2 separate regions of the Anas platyrhynchos genome follow, and region 1 is linked to region 2. A link is a contact called in public Hi-C data. All regions are on one chromosome and are shown on one strand. The core of a region is the stretch at or near the end of the contact, and the rest is flanking DNA. Distances in the headings are between cores, read along the strand shown.

Evidence for each region. A called contact is a pair of places that touch in the nucleus more often than the background predicts.
Region 1: a contact with region 2 is called in a Hi-C map of liver, with 1.6 times the contacts expected there. The contact joins the enhancer-like site here to the promoter of FAM161B in region 2. A contact is called at or near these places in 2 of 8 Hi-C or Micro-C datasets (liver and skeletal muscle).

The regions. Positions count from the first base shown.
Region 1 is chr5:24,692,274-24,696,639 of IASCAAS_PekinDuck_T2T, forward strand. It overlaps MIA2 (MIA SH3 domain ER export factor 2), which reads right to left. Exons shown (of 28, transcript XM_013101327.5): 19 at 3,807-3,908; 20 at 2,532-2,592; 21 at 2,135-2,170; 22 at 1,122-1,189; 23 at 371-453. Among named protein-coding and RNA genes, the nearest start is that of MIA2, 23 kb to the right of the region's middle. Within about 2 kb of position 1,673, at least 1 of the 8 cell types and tissues checked has an H3K27ac peak or open chromatin away from gene starts, as enhancers often do.
Region 2 is chr5:24,634,572-24,639,123 of IASCAAS_PekinDuck_T2T, forward strand. FAM161B (FAM161 centrosomal protein B) reads left to right here and starts at 1,745. Exons shown (of 8, transcript XR_011809600.1): 1 at 1,745-1,820; 2 at 1,891-2,040; 3 at 2,575-3,137; 4 at 3,944-4,281. It overlaps COQ6 (coenzyme Q6, monooxygenase), which reads right to left and starts at 1,636. Exons shown (of 13, transcript XM_072038463.1): 1 at 1,384-1,636; 2 at 516-650. The coding sequence starts at 1,630.

The sequences.
Region 1 (4,366 bases), core at 423-2,922, 58 kb after region 2:
CATATGGGGAATGCTCTGGAACAGTTAAAACAAAATGCTCAAGTTCACAATACTTAGTTCAACAAACTGTATAAAGTAATTAACTTCTCAGGTGAAGTTTAAAACTAGATTGTTTAAGTGAAACAAGAACTGTGTTCCAGTTACCATGTGTGTCATATTCCACTCTCCTCTCATCGATGCTGCAATACTGCCAACACTCTTAGTTTCAACAAGATACTTGACAGGACCTAGAGTAACTTTTTTTTTTTTTTTATTGACTACTACATACACATGGCCAGGATAGTTTTCAAACGACTACATATGTGCTGTCTTGGGAAACAAAACCAGAAACCAGAACAATTAGAGTCTATTTTACAGTTCAACACTGTACCTCTGCCAAACGGTCTAACTGGAACATCAAGAGCATAAGGATCTTTCTCTAAAAGGTCAAGTTTAAATTCTGCTTCTGTTAATCTGTAAACAAACAAAAAAGAAATGCAAAATTTTTACTGGGCTGCACTGCTTACGAGTAACATTTCTACTAAAAGGACTAAATAGACGAATGTATATCATTCGTTAAATAAAAAAGGTGAGATATCACAGAACTCTGAAATTAAGAGCTCCTTTAATTATTTATGCTATTGCATGTAAGCTATAATTCATAAGTTGAAGTTGCATGCTAGATGTCCTAACTCCCAGGCACAACACTATTCTCATGAGTATGTTGCACTTCAAGTACTAGCTGTACATCTGAAGGTTTCCCCCTTACACACCTCAACTGCTAGTTCAGTATTAACTTCTGAATTAAAGAACTGCAAGATTATTTAGTAATCATGACTTCTGGTTAATACATGCCTATTAAAAAAACAGTACCATCAAAACCCTGGAGTCCTACACCTACATTCTGTTTCTTTTCTGAAATATTTCAATGCTTTGCATAGTTCATTTTTTCTTGCATAGTATCATTACAAGAATCCTCAAATGACTCCCCCTCATTCAGAGCTACAGCAGAGCACTGCTCTCTGCTCTGTCTCATTCACCATTGATTAACATGTGGCTAGAAAATACCAAATTGCATAAATCCAAAACATATTCACATTACAAATCACATTTGTTTAGAATCAGATCAGGACTGCACTTACTTTTGTCTGTTATGTGCATTTTCTTTTCTTATATCATTGAGGTGTCTTTCAGCTGCTCGGGCTGTCAGCTTTCAAGAAGAACAAAAATCAGATGCTTAGATATTGCTGTTTATTAATTAAATGCTTCATAAATGTGACAGCTCCTAGATCCAATACATTTTTCTATCTGAAGTGTTCAGATTGTATTTTCATGATGTATGACTCATATAGAAAGCATAGGAAACAGTCTCAAAACGTCACCAAATGACACTAGCAGTTCTACTACCCAATTTTTTTGGGAAACGATACAGTTTTCCTGCAGATTCTTAACACTGCAGAAATTAAATTCGTTGGCTATAGCTGCTTTGAAGCATCTATGGAACACATACAAGATTTAAAATCTCCGATTTTACATATGCAAGTTTTATTTTTAAAATAATACAATTCAAATCCGTAATATTATGACCATGAAGTGCCATAACTTTTAACAGGACTATCTCACACAGACCATTCAGTGAAACTGAAGAATGTATCAGTCAGGAGATAGTTTAAAGTTTCCTGTTTGGAAAAAAAAGGTTAAAAAAAAAAAAAAAAAGCATTTTGTAGCAACATTCTTAGGAAGCTGTCAATGGAACATACTGTTCTCGCAGGACATAACGTCTTCTATTAGCAGATAAAAAGAATGGAGTACATCCAGGAAAAATATTAAAATGGCACCAAAGCAAGGCCAAATGCTTTTATTATTAGCAAAATGCCACACACTTTTTAAATGGCAACATGTTATTCAAGCAGATTTAGTGCTATAGCAAACAATATTGTAGTATTCAATTCTACTGAGCTCAGAGCTCACTCAATTATTGGAACTGTTCTATGACAAAAGTATTTTTAACATGCTTTTGTGTATTTCTGCAAGAAATCAGTAGGTAACAGGTTAATTTTCATGATCTGTGTGACAGACCAAGCTATTCAGACCATTGAAAAGTGAGACAATAGTTGACATACAGAATTAAGTAAATTAATTGTTTGGAACTTACCCAATTATCATGAGCTTTTTTCTCATGTGAAGTAATCTGTGAAAAAGATATTTGTTAGATCATTACTGAAGTGCATTATTCATCTGAAAAAGAAAACTTAAGATTGAATATATGCTCTCATTCATAAATGTAATATGTAGGTAAATTATATTATGAGACATGTAAACTTAAACTGAACTTATTTTTTAATGAAGTTAGTGATAATAAGTCCACGAAAAGACAGTAAGTCCACGAAAAACAGATGACATAAAATAGGTAATAAAAAAAAAAGACAAAGAGAAAAACAAAACAAAAGAACAAGCCATATTCAGTATAACAACCTAATGGACAGTGGTATTTCAGTTGCATTAACATCCATCCCTCCTTGGCATCAATGCCAAGTAACACAAAGACATACCTGATTCTGATAAGAACGAATGGTTCTTTCTAACTCATCTTCAAGATCTTTTGCTCGCTGTCTGTAACAAAAACAGGATTTATGACACTGTAATAAAATGCTGAGGAAAATAATTTTAAATATGGTAAACACAATGGTTAACACAAAGTATAATTATTTGCAAAATATAATTTTTGTATCTAGAAGTATCATCACCTAAAGCCTAGAATTTCCATTGCTAGTCATCTTTGTGTACCATGTGATCCTTAGTCAACCACTCCCCAACTGTTCAGTGGTCTGTGATATATTTCCAGTATGAAGGATATCACCCCACAGTATGTCCTAACAGCTAGGTTTACCCAGCTCAGCAATTGTACTGACATGGCTAGAACCTCATGCTGTTACAGTTTAGCAGTCGGTTCTGGGGGACAGGTACTTGCACTCAAGTTATTTCAAGACCACAGTAAGTATGATGCCACCTAGTTGCCAGCTGCCTGGTGCACAGCCTTTCTAGGTTCTGCACCCTCTCAGCAGGTGGGCCAAAGACACATTCTGAGTAAATCAAAAAGAGTGAATTCTGTATTCCTAAGTGAATACTGAAAAATGTCCACAAGGGCTTCACATTCCAGAGGAATGCTCCTCAGGAAGCATTTCTGATCCATATCGTTCACTTAAGTGTCAATACTCCCATGAACATTGAAGGAAGACAGGAAATACATATTACAAATCAAAGAATTATACTGTAGCTCAAGAAGCTACTGAAGAAGCCCATATGTACACAGCTAGTGTAACGCAAAACATTTACAAAACAATTACAGAAAATATTCCCACATTACGGTAATACTATTTAAAAGCTTAGAGATACAGAAATAGAATACTAAAACTAGACAACAAATATGTTCAGATCTATGGAAAAGCTGAATGTTGCATTTATTTCACAGTATTCTCTTTTTAACTTTCTTTTTTTTTTATTTTAAATTTTTAATCTGTTCACTAAGGGGAACTAGATAGAGACCCACTTCTACCATTCCATTAAAGCTAACATTTCAATACAAACAGCATTCTAATGGAAGAGCTCTCAGTGGTCTTCCATTCTCATTTTATTTTTTATATATATTTTTTAATAAAACAGAAACTCTAATAGTATGTATTATTACACACCTACTGGCATATAACAACACAAAAAAAAGCAAACCAAAGAATCTGGAAGAAAACACATTCACTTAAGCTGGTGTTATTCTCTACTGCCTTCTGTTCACTTTAAAAGTCATAATAGTAAGTAAAATTTGTAATTACCGGTAGCTGTTTAGTTCTTCAGCAGCATGATTAATTTTTTCATCTACTTTAGAGAGCTTTTCTTCTTTTTGTAGGCGTTCTCTCTCTTCTACTGTCAGTTTCCTTTAAGAAAATTAATAAATTCAGCTTAATTTTACGTCAACAATTCTGCAGGCAGTCCAAGAAAAAATTCTCAAATTATTTAGGCATGATGTGTAGATGATATTTATCCAGATAAAGAACTTTAGAGGTAACATATAAAGCGGCATAAACAGAACTAGTTTTTATGTCTTTATTCAGTTTATTTTTAATGAAGCGTTATCACTATTCCTAAAAGCAATTTAGAAGACAATTTAATCTCCCAAATACTCAAGCTTTCCTTTTGCAAAATATTACTGCCCTAGGGAGTTAGTATTGCAAATGGAAATATTTGCAAAAATGTACAACCACACACAGAACTACACTATCTTTCAGTGTTATTTCAATAACTATTTAAAAGATGTCCCACTAGTACTAATATCCTCTTTAATTCAGCTATCTGCACCACAACAGCTTCTCTCCACTCCTTTTTGTCTCTTGCA
Region 2 (4,552 bases), core at 495-2,994:
TGCTGTGACTTATATGGTCAACTGTCACTGGGTAGCAAAACAGACACAGACATTCATAACCACTGTTTATAATACTTCTTTCTCCGTAAGGAATCAAGGCCTTTGATTCAAGGCAATCTGCCTTTGAAATTAACATTTATCAGAAGTGTTGTGATCAGGAGTTACCAGACTACAGAGCACTAAATACATGGGAAACGTGCTTATTTTGTGAACAGAGTATTCCAGATGCTGTAGAGAGCACCTTACAACCTTTTGCTAGCCTAACAACACAAACATTTGCATTATATATATTTATATAAGCAACCAGACCAAGATACCAGAACATGAATCCCCGTTATGATAAAAACTCTGATTTAACCATGGCAATTCAGTACTTAGAATACTAAGAGACAAAGCCAAGCAACCCCATCCTGTTTAGGATGAAGGCAATGCATCCTCAGAGGGGTTTTGTTTAAACAAAATAAAAACAGTTCAAACATACTGCTAGAAACACGAAGAATAGAAATTACACTTACTGCTTAGGAGGGTCGCTGACCCTGGGGAGATGGAACTGACCCTGTTACTGAACTTCTCTGGCAACTGACCATATTCTTTCCTAGGACTGGCTTCCAGCAAAGCGATTTTCTTGTCATGGAAGTGGATATCATGCCCTAAAGGAAGCAAATATACGCTTTGTTAGAATGCTTCTGCCAAAAGGCCTTTTTCTCATTTCTACGTCAATAACGCCTATGAATTTTTGTAAGAAGAAGGAATTCAAACTAAACCCCATGAAGAAACACATTTACAGGGCAGGTTTTGAATACACAGGTGTATGTTAGTATTTTGAAGCTTTATGGCTACAACCCTGTAACTCTAACTGACAACCCTTCTGCAGTTAAAGCAAGGATTTAACCTTTACTTTTTGTACAAATTTTTCATTTTTGCACAAATTTGTGCAATTTTGTTATGAAAGTCCATTACTAATGAATTAATTCTACAAGTACAGAACATGTTTTCAGAGCTTAAGTATAAATTCACTAACTAGAACAACAGAAACTAGAACAACAATTTAAACTCCCATGGTATTTAGCAAGTGCATTGGTGTTGGTTATGTTCTTATATTTTGACAGTGGAATAGCACAGGCAGTTTAGAATTCCCGCATACTTAAAGAAAACTGAAAAAAAAATAAAAATGAAGAGATTACTCAAGTACAGAGTAAATCACCCCGAACTGACAGCGCTCCTGTCAGCTGAAATTATTCATCGGCGATCTGAGGGCGAATATTTGACACAAATACTATGAATATTCTAGACGACTTAAAGCACAAGTTACGTAAAACAATAAATAAAGCGGAGCTCCGCCGAGGCCCGCCACAGCCGCCCGCAGGAAGGTCACGGCCTTACCCAGCGCGGCGGCCATGGCGCTGCCCACCATGCCCCCGCCCGACACCACCACATCGTAGAGCGGCGCGGCGGGGCCGTGAGGAGGAGGAGGAGGAGGAGGAGGAGGGTGAGGAGGAGGAGGAGCGGTGAAGGAGCGGAGCGGGGCCCGCCGCCGGCCGAGCGGAGCAAGCAGAGCCCTGCCGCAGGCCGCCGCCATGGCTGTGGAAATGGCGGCCGCCGCCCCGCCCGCTACCGCCATGGCGGCCATGGCAACCATGGCAACGGCGCCGCTCCCCGAGGGCACACCTCTCCCTCAGCACCAATGAGCGCGCGGGGCGGGCAGCCCGCCTTGAAGCCTGATTGGCTGCTGAGGCAGCGAGGCGGGGCTAGGGCGCCGCAACGCCTCGCTGATTGGCGGGAGCCGCGCTGGGAGCTGAAGCAGCGGCGGCGGCCCGCAGGTGAGGGCAGGGCCGGGCTGAGGGGCGCGCTGTGGGGCCGCAGCCCGCTGAGGGCGGTTCTGTGTTGCAGGTGGCGGCGGGACCCGAGGCGCCGAGCGATGGCGGGGCCGCAGGGCGCGGGCCGGGAGGCGGCGGCAGCAGGCAGCGGGCACGGCCCGTGGCGGAGGGGCCCGGCCCAGGCTCTCGGGGACGTCTCGCAGCCGGCGGCCGGGGCGCCCAGGTAGGGCCCCCCCTCGGGAGGCTCCGCCTGGCGGGCGCGGTGGGCAGCAGCCGGGCCCTGTCCCCATCTCCCTCTTCTCCTGCGCTCCGTGTTCACCGCCTCACCTCAGCCCTCGCTTGCCCTGTGTCTGATCCCTCCCTCAGCGTCTCACCCGCTCCCCTGGCAGCCCCAAACATCCCAGGAGGGCTGGTGAGGTGCGCCTGGGTGCTTAGCTTATTGCTTAACTCTCGTGATTTTGTGGTGTTGAACGGCCACTTCCCGAGTATCCTTGAAGCCAGAGTGTCCTGGTTAACCCGCAGCCTCACCAGCAACACAGTACCAGCATAATGAGTGGTGTTAGAGGTCCAGGTAGTCACATTTGCCATTCCGTGTGTAGAAAACTGAGTATGAGCAAAGCCGTGCTCATGAACTTAAGTAGCAAAGGAAAATACAAAGCCTGAGAATGATAAGGCCTAGGTCTGTCTTTCTCCCATCGTTTATTTCTAATTTGTAATAATTTCCCCTATTTTCCCCTTCATAATGTCTTTGTCTTAGTCGTGCATCTGGTAACAAAAGACAGTCCAGGTCTTTGATTGACCTCACCTCGGACAGTGCCTGGGATCAGCAAAAACCTCCCTTGTTTCCTAAATCCTGCCTGAGGCCAAAAAGTGCTTCCTCTCCCTGGATTCCCTCCATCACCATCCCTCAGCCCTTCAAAATGACGCTGCGGGAAGCTCGCAAAAAGTCCCAGCTGATGAAGTCATACCTGTTTCTTGAACTAGACAAACCAAGAGACAAAAGGCAAAGCCAGGATGAAGCTGAATGTCAGAAACAATTCCGGGCACAGCCTGTACCTGCCCACGTGTTTCTACCCCTTTATCATGAAATAATGGAACAGAATGAGATTCGCAGGCAAATAGCAACACAGAAAAGAAAGGAGCTGCTGCTTTCCACTCAGCGGCCCTTCAGTTTCCTGGAGAAGGAGGAGAAAAAGAAAGAAGCTATCAGACAGAAGTTCCTGGCAGCAGCAACCTCAAGTGAGAGCTCCAAACCGAAGCAAGCCAGTCGAAAAGTTCCTAAATCCACTTATGACCCACTTCTTGGAGATAAACTCAAAGGTAAAGTGCCAGGGCTCTTCCTGGAAAAACAGCTCCTTGACTGTCCCTTACTGTCTGGGAGTGTAAAGCCAATATTGTTACTTCCTCTGGTATTGTCTGGTCTCCTGTGTAGCACCACTCATTACATTTCATCTAGAGACCCTTAAAATAGAATGCCCTAAATTTAGCAGTCTTGTGGTGGTGTCAGCTGTGGCAGTTCTGCACTACTCCCAAACGCACGTGGGTACATTGAGCTCTTCAGACAGGTTTCTGTGCTGTTTTTGCTGCATATTGTGGTAGTTTGAGAATCCTTCCCTGAACTGAATTCCATGCTTTTAGTTAGACTAAAGGCACTTGCATGATGTGTGTGTGTTCAAGCATGAGAACAGATGTAGTGCCAGAAGTATCCAAGGTCCATGCAGTATCTTGGAACTGGTAATTTTACTCCTACCCAAGGATCACACATCAGTTTCATATGAAAAAAAACACATCTCCAAGACAAGGGCACAATTACCTGCTACTCCTCAGAAAAGGAATAGGAGGAGAAGGCCAGTTCAGTAACTTACTCTGTGAGAAGGGAAAGAGATAGCTAGAGATTAATGCCTAAGAATGAGACACGACCATGGTTCTTCATGTTCCTTCAAATTTATTTCCTGGGAGGCGGAGGAAAGAGGAGGTAGAAAGTGTGGAAAGAGAACACCAGATGCCTGTTCTCTCTTCTGTGAGTGGCTGCCATCATAAAGAAAAGTTTAGAGTTGTCCAGTGACAATTTGGCAGTCTTTTATGTCACTCATATTCTTCTCATTGTTTTGTTCTTGATTCATTAGAAGCTGAACTCTACAGAGAAATCCGCATTCAGATGAGAGCCAAGGATTTGCTTGAGAGCTCTGTAGCTCCTATAGATACCAGCAACTGTCGGAGGAAGCCTCAGTCCCGAACTGCCACTAAAACTAAGCAGGAAAAACTTGGCTTCTTGCAGGACAATAGCTTCAGCTTCACACCAAGGATTAATCCAACAATACCAGATTTTGAAGAACTTTACTGGGCATTTCAGAGGGAAGCAGTAAGAAGACAAGAAGTCAAAGAGGCAACTCGTAATAAGCCGTTCAAGCTACGAACCTCCAATCTCCGTAGCAGGCAGAGGCAGGCTAATGAAAGGATAAAGGTGAGATGACCAGATATTTCTGTGGTACTTTTCTCTGTGATCAAGTTGGAAAGTTCTTAAATGTATAGCATTTATTTATGCATATTTCACATGCTTTAGTGAGACCTCTGCCCTTGCCTTAGGAGTACTGCAGAATTCTAGGACAAAGCAGAGAACAAAGTTCTACACAAAGAGATGAGTTCTGACAGCTAAGCTCAGCCACCCTTCCATACTCGTAACCAAGTCTCCTTCCCTTTCACCCCTCAGCCTCTCCCCATGTAAATCCCTACTG